2 separate regions of the Oryctolagus cuniculus genome follow, and region 1 is linked to region 2. The links are chromatin contacts, called in public Hi-C maps. All regions are on one chromosome and are shown on one strand. Each heading gives the region's core, a stretch centred on a gene start, on an enhancer-like site or on the middle of the called end of the contact. The rest is flanking DNA. Distances are from core to core; before and after follow the strand shown. Region 1 holds the start of PLCL1 (phospholipase C like 1 (inactive)). Region 2 holds the start of LOC100351153 (large ribosomal subunit protein mL63).

Region 1 (2,700 bases), core at 126-2,625, 400 kb before region 2:
TCTTAGACTCTCACTAGAGGGTGGTGTTGTTTCTAAAACCAGAGGTCACCACTAATCCAAAGTACATTCACTGCTGCGCTGCGTTTATGTTTAAACAAAAGGTAAAGTCCAACCTCCTTAGCCTCCCCTAGAAGTTGGCAAATGCCAAATCTGAAACTTTCCAACGGCCCAATCCAGTTCTGGCTGTTTACAACCCCAGAGGAGCCAGGTGGAGTGGTGAAGAGATCGCTGGAGGAGCTGGGAGGCAGATTCTAATTTCAGCTCTTGCAGTCACCTGTGGACAAGCTGGCTGGGGCTTTCTCTTCCATAAAATAAAAAGGCAGCTCGAGACGATCCTTAAATCATTAGGCATCTGTAAAAATCAGATATTTTAACAATGTTCGGATCTAAAAGGCTGAAGAATTTCTTACCCTCTTGGCCAGACTGAGAAACAAAGTCTTAACATACTAATAATTAAAATACATTTAACGTTATGTGAGGTTTAACATAGATTCTACTCTCAAAAACGCCTCTAAATTAAAACGCCAAGTCTTCCCTTCTGCCAGAGCGCCTTAGAGCCTTGCTTTGCACCTGAGCATTCTGTGGCTAATTTCAGCGGTTTAATGTGTCATGGGAGGATCTCTCTATTCTTGGGCACTAGCTTGCGGGAAGGGAGCAAAGTATGCTTATATAGGATTAGAGAGAGGAGGTTTCACCATCGTCAGATAGGGACGTTTTAAGACAGGGACTGAACCCCTCCCCGCCCCCCCGCACCTTCTATTTTTCTGACTTCCCTCTTATCTGTGCTTTTTAAAGTCGTTCTCCAGGTGGATTGAGTTAGCTCAGTTGCCTTATATCTTCCGTCTTTCTGACTCCCTTTCTTGGTCACATTTATTCACCCTGCGGAGTGAACTTTCACGGAACCTGAAGCAGAATAGGGAACTGCAGGGTCCCAGCAAACCGTAGCTTCTCTCTGCATGGGCTTGGCCTGTGGTGAACCCCTATCCAAACGAAGCTTCATTCGGGCACCCTGTGCGATTTGACATTGGTACGCCACACCCCGTTTCCTCCAAGCCGCCTTGTTTTCGCAGGGAAAGGTTTCCTTGTCCCCACCTCCCACCCCTCCCGGGTTTCGTTGCCTCTTCGAGGTCTGAACTTCCTAAAATACTGCGGGGCGCCTGCGGGGGCGCACAGGCGCGCGCGGCACCGAGGGCCCGAGCCGCGCGGGGCCGGCTCGCGGCAGCCGAGCGCGCCCCATTCTTGGCGCTGCGGCACACCCCTCCGCAGTGAGGATTGGTCGCGCCGGACCCCTCGGCGAGGCGAGGCTCCTGAGAGGCCCACACGCCTGCCAATCCCCACGGGCTGTCAAAACAAGTCTTCCTCCTTGTCACAACAGAGCGGAGTGGAGGCCGCCGCCGCGCTTCTTGGGGCCGCCGCGCCGCGGTCGGCGGGCAGGTGGCGGGTGCACCCGCCCGAGTCGCCGGGTTCCGGCCCTTCCAGGGCTGCGCGCGTCCCGGCTCCGGAGGCCGCCTGGCCGGGAGCCCGGTGCCTTTTGTCTGGCGCAGAGCGGGCGTTTGCATCACGTTTCGGATACATCCCTCCGCTTTCCTCCTCTCCAGCTCCTTCCCGCTCACATCTCCTCCCCACCCCCCGCTGCTGTGCCCCGCCGGACTGCTGGCCTCCGGGACCCCCGCCCGAGGACATCTCTCTGTCGTGCGATGGCTCCTCTCCGGAAAGTTGCTACCGCCGGCCGGTGAAACAAAGTCTGACGGGGCCGCCTCCCGGGGCAGGAGCGCACCCGTGCCCAGCCGCTGCTGCCGGGAGTGCCGTTCCTCCTCGGGGGCCCTAAACGAGACCGGCCATGGCCGAGGGCGCGGCCAGCAGGGAGGGTCTGGTGCCGCTGGACGTCGCTGGGAGCGAAGACGACCCCCGAGCGGGCCCGGACCCTGGCTCCGTGGACGCCGCGGCAGCCGCCGCTGGGGGCCGCCTGAGGGACCGTCGCAGCGGGGTCGCCCTGCCGGGCGCCGCGGGAGCCCCAGCGGACAGCGAGGCAGGACTTCTGGAGGCGGCACGGGCGACCCCCCGGCGCAGCAGCATCATCAAGGTAACGGGAGCCGACCAGCGCCTGGAGCGCCGGGCGCGCGGTGTGGGTGGTGGGCGGATCGGGTACTGGGCGGGATGTGTGATGTCCCGAGCCGGTGCAGGCTCTGCATTGTTTTCTCACGCCTCCTTCGCCGCCGAACCTTCCTTCCTCGTCCGGAGGTTCCCAGACTCCGCTCTTGGCCTTGAGAGTCAGCAGTGACTTTTATCCCCGGACAGCGGAGAAAAAGTTCCTCTCTGCGTCTTTGCGGTTTGATGGATGCTTTCGCGTATTTTCTCTGCAGGCTCCACTAAGCCGTGGAGAGAAGGAGGGCAGGGAGGACTCAGGATAAATGCAGACCCTCAGGATGGTTGTGTACTGCTCTCGGGCGAAGGGTTAGTGTTTCCTGCACAGTAAAGGAAACGCATAGCTTACTCTCTAGGGGGAAAAAAAATCCCCTCCAGACTCGAACGGTCCCGAAATCCCAAGGCGCGTGAACTTTGCCGGTATGCAGGTAGTTTTGGGCGGATACTGAGAGAGCCTAGTTTTTGCACTGCAGAAAGCACAACTGAAAAGCAGTCAAACCCCAGGCTTCGCCCTTGGTCGCTGCGGTTACCACCACATCCCCGGGAACACGCTTC
Region 2 (2,700 bases), core at 145-2,644:
TTTTTTTCACACTCATGAATCCCCTACCATTGTTTTTATATTCCAGTTTCCTGAACATTTGGCTCATAGTGAGATTATTAAATATTCCCAAATTCTGCACCTACATTGATGACAAATACCAGAAATGAAAGTATCAGCATGAAGCTAGCAATTTATTCCTAGAGCAATCATGGGATTCTATCAGAGAATTTTTTTCTGTTACAAGCCATAGTGATCTGAAGCTGGCTTTCCTTCTTTGTATTTTTAAGTTCTATTGGATGATGTGTGTGATATATCATCTAATATGTCCTAATATAAAAGAAAACAATATGATGATGAAAGAACATCTCTTGGCCTGGGAAGCAGGCATTAGTAGTTACTTCCTTCACAATCATTTTCTGTATGAACCTGGGCAATATATTTATTTGGCTTTCTTGGTTCTTTTTTATCTGTAAAGTTATAAAAACTGCTTAGCTGTCCTTCAGATATTTCAAAAATTTTGAAAAATTGTTAAGCACTCTTATTTCTCAGGCCTAAATGATAGTTATTAAGTGACACTTTATTATAAGTTTTCTACTCCAAGCATTTCCTTGAGGTATAGATATTAAGGAAACAAAAGAAATTATAAATAGAGAAAAATGGGATGCAGGAGGCAATTTTGGTGCTGTGCCATATAGGCAGCCTCTTTCCAGAACACTCTGTCACACCATCTCTGTTTCTGTCTGTACGACTCCAGGATTGAAGACTCGGGGCAAGCATCAAAGGAACCTTCTTGTATTGTCTGTCTTTTTTTTTTTTTTTTTTTTTTTTTTTTTTTTTTTTTTTAGCAAAGACCCCCAAATCGGGTTTGCAGCTTTATTACAACTTTCAAAATACATTTTATCTTATCTGTGGCTCAGGAAATCCCAGGTATCTTCCTAGCAGACTGAAATGTGAACACAACTGGACAGTGCTTTGGGAGTTTAAGCCCCAGACAACGCATACCCGGCTCATTGTGCTCTGGTCCAAAGCCTCCTGCTTCTTCTCGGAGCTTTTCAGTCCCGGCACCACACAGACAGGACGGTCCGGTGATCCATCAAACCCAAGGGCGAAGGCTCAGGGTTAGGACCACTTCTTGGTGACACTGAGATGGTCGAGCTGGTCTGCAACGAACCTGTGCGGGGCGGGGTGGGGAACTTGGAGGTCCTGGCCACCTTCAAGGCCTCGAAGGCCTCGGCCCTGCGCTGCGGCTTGGCCGTACTCCTGCTCGGCGCTCATGGAGGGCATGCTCAGCCAGTAGTGGTTCTCGGCCTCGATCTCCAGCCGACGGATCATGTTATGCTTCGCAAACACGGACACCTGCGGTGGCCGCCAGTGCTTCCCGCTCCACTGCCGGCCCGGAATGCGATTGCGCGGAGCAGCGCGGTGAGGAACATGCTGCCTGCCGCGTTCTCCAGAACTCTGTATTGTGTTTCATTGACAGTAAGATACCAAGAAAGCAATGAAGATGCCTGCCCATCCTCCACATTGCACATTCGCAGAGTGCTGCACTGTCACTTTCTCAGCTCCTCTCCCCAGACCACAGTCCTCACAGCAGTACACTCTTTCCCTCAGCACTTCAGACAACTGGTGACTAGCTTTACCTGTATTTTTGTGATTAATTGACAGATGCCTCTGCATTCACTAGACTTAATTTCTTTGGGGACAATGATAGTGTCTTACTGTAAGTCTTACAACTTACTGTTGTATCCTAGGAAACCAGCCTGGGGGCATAGTGCAGGCATTTGCTGACTTTATTAGGGTTTCTGATGTGCCTCCTTGGTCATTTATACTTTTTTTAGATTTTATTTATATGTTTGAGTGGTACAATTATAGACAGAGAAAGGGAGAGACAGAGAAAAAGGTCTTCTATCCACTGGTTCACTCCCCAAATGGCTGCAACAGGTGGAGCTGAGCCTATGTGAAGCCAGGAGCCAGGAGCTTCTTCCAGGACTCCCATGCAGTTGCAGGGGCCCAAGCACTTGGGCCATCTTCTACTGATTTCCCAGGCCACAGCAGAGAGCTGGATAGAAAGAGGAGCAGCCGAGTCAGAAACTGGTGCCCATATGCGGTGCAGACACCACGGGCAGAGGCTTAGCCTACTGCACCACAGTGCCGGCCCCCATACAAATTATTTTACCTTAAATGACCATTTTCTTGTTTCTCTTTTGAACCATATTTTAAATAACATGTAAGTAGGTTATATTAGCTGTACATTTCATTTTTGAATAATAAAGGGAATCTTATAAAATATTTGTTCTAAAGTGCCTTGGTTTTGATGGGATTGAGAACCATAGCCTTGTATGTAGTGTGTAATAAATATTTATTTGATGAATACGTGAACAAAGTAGAACTTAAGAATCAGGTCTGCTTTTATAGATAAAGGAGACCACAATAGTTCCTAAAGCAAAGGGAGTATTTCTCAAGTCACATATACATGGATGAGAACAAGGTATTACAGGCACAACACATGGGAATTTCAGACTTTAAATTTAATACCTCTTTATTAAGTTCTGGAGAACTTCTTTTTAAGGGCATCTCAATGCAATAGGTAGGTTTGTTTTGCAGTTTTACAACTTTGATAATTGAGTTTTTTAAAAAATTTATTTATTTATTTGAAAGGCAAAGTTACAGAGTAAGAGATGAGGCGGGGAGAGAGTGAGAGAGAGATTCCATTTTCTGGTTCACTCCCCATGGCTGCGA

What was found. Hi-C and Micro-C count contacts between places; a contact is called where the count stands out from the background.
Region 1: a contact with region 2 is called in a Hi-C map of liver, with 5 times the contacts expected there. The contact joins the promoter of PLCL1 here to the promoter of LOC100351153 in region 2. A contact is called at or near these places in 6 of 6 Hi-C or Micro-C datasets (ear pinna, embryonic fibroblasts, liver and 3 more).

The regions. Positions count from the first base shown.
Region 1 is chr3:42,478,848-42,481,547 of mOryCun1.1, reverse strand. PLCL1 (phospholipase C like 1 (inactive)) reads left to right here and starts at 1,375. Exons shown (of 6, transcript XM_002712372.5): 1 at 1,375-2,083. The coding sequence starts at 1,841.
Region 2 is chr3:42,082,081-42,084,780 of mOryCun1.1, reverse strand. LOC100351153 (large ribosomal subunit protein mL63) reads right to left here and starts at 1,394. Exons shown (of 4, transcript XM_008258886.3): 1 at 1,376-1,394; 2 at 1,205-1,373; 3 at 1,149-1,203; 4 at 1,081-1,146. The coding sequence starts at 1,394. The coding sequence ends at 1,081. The region is part of intron 5 of PLCL1 (phospholipase C like 1 (inactive)); the gene reads left to right.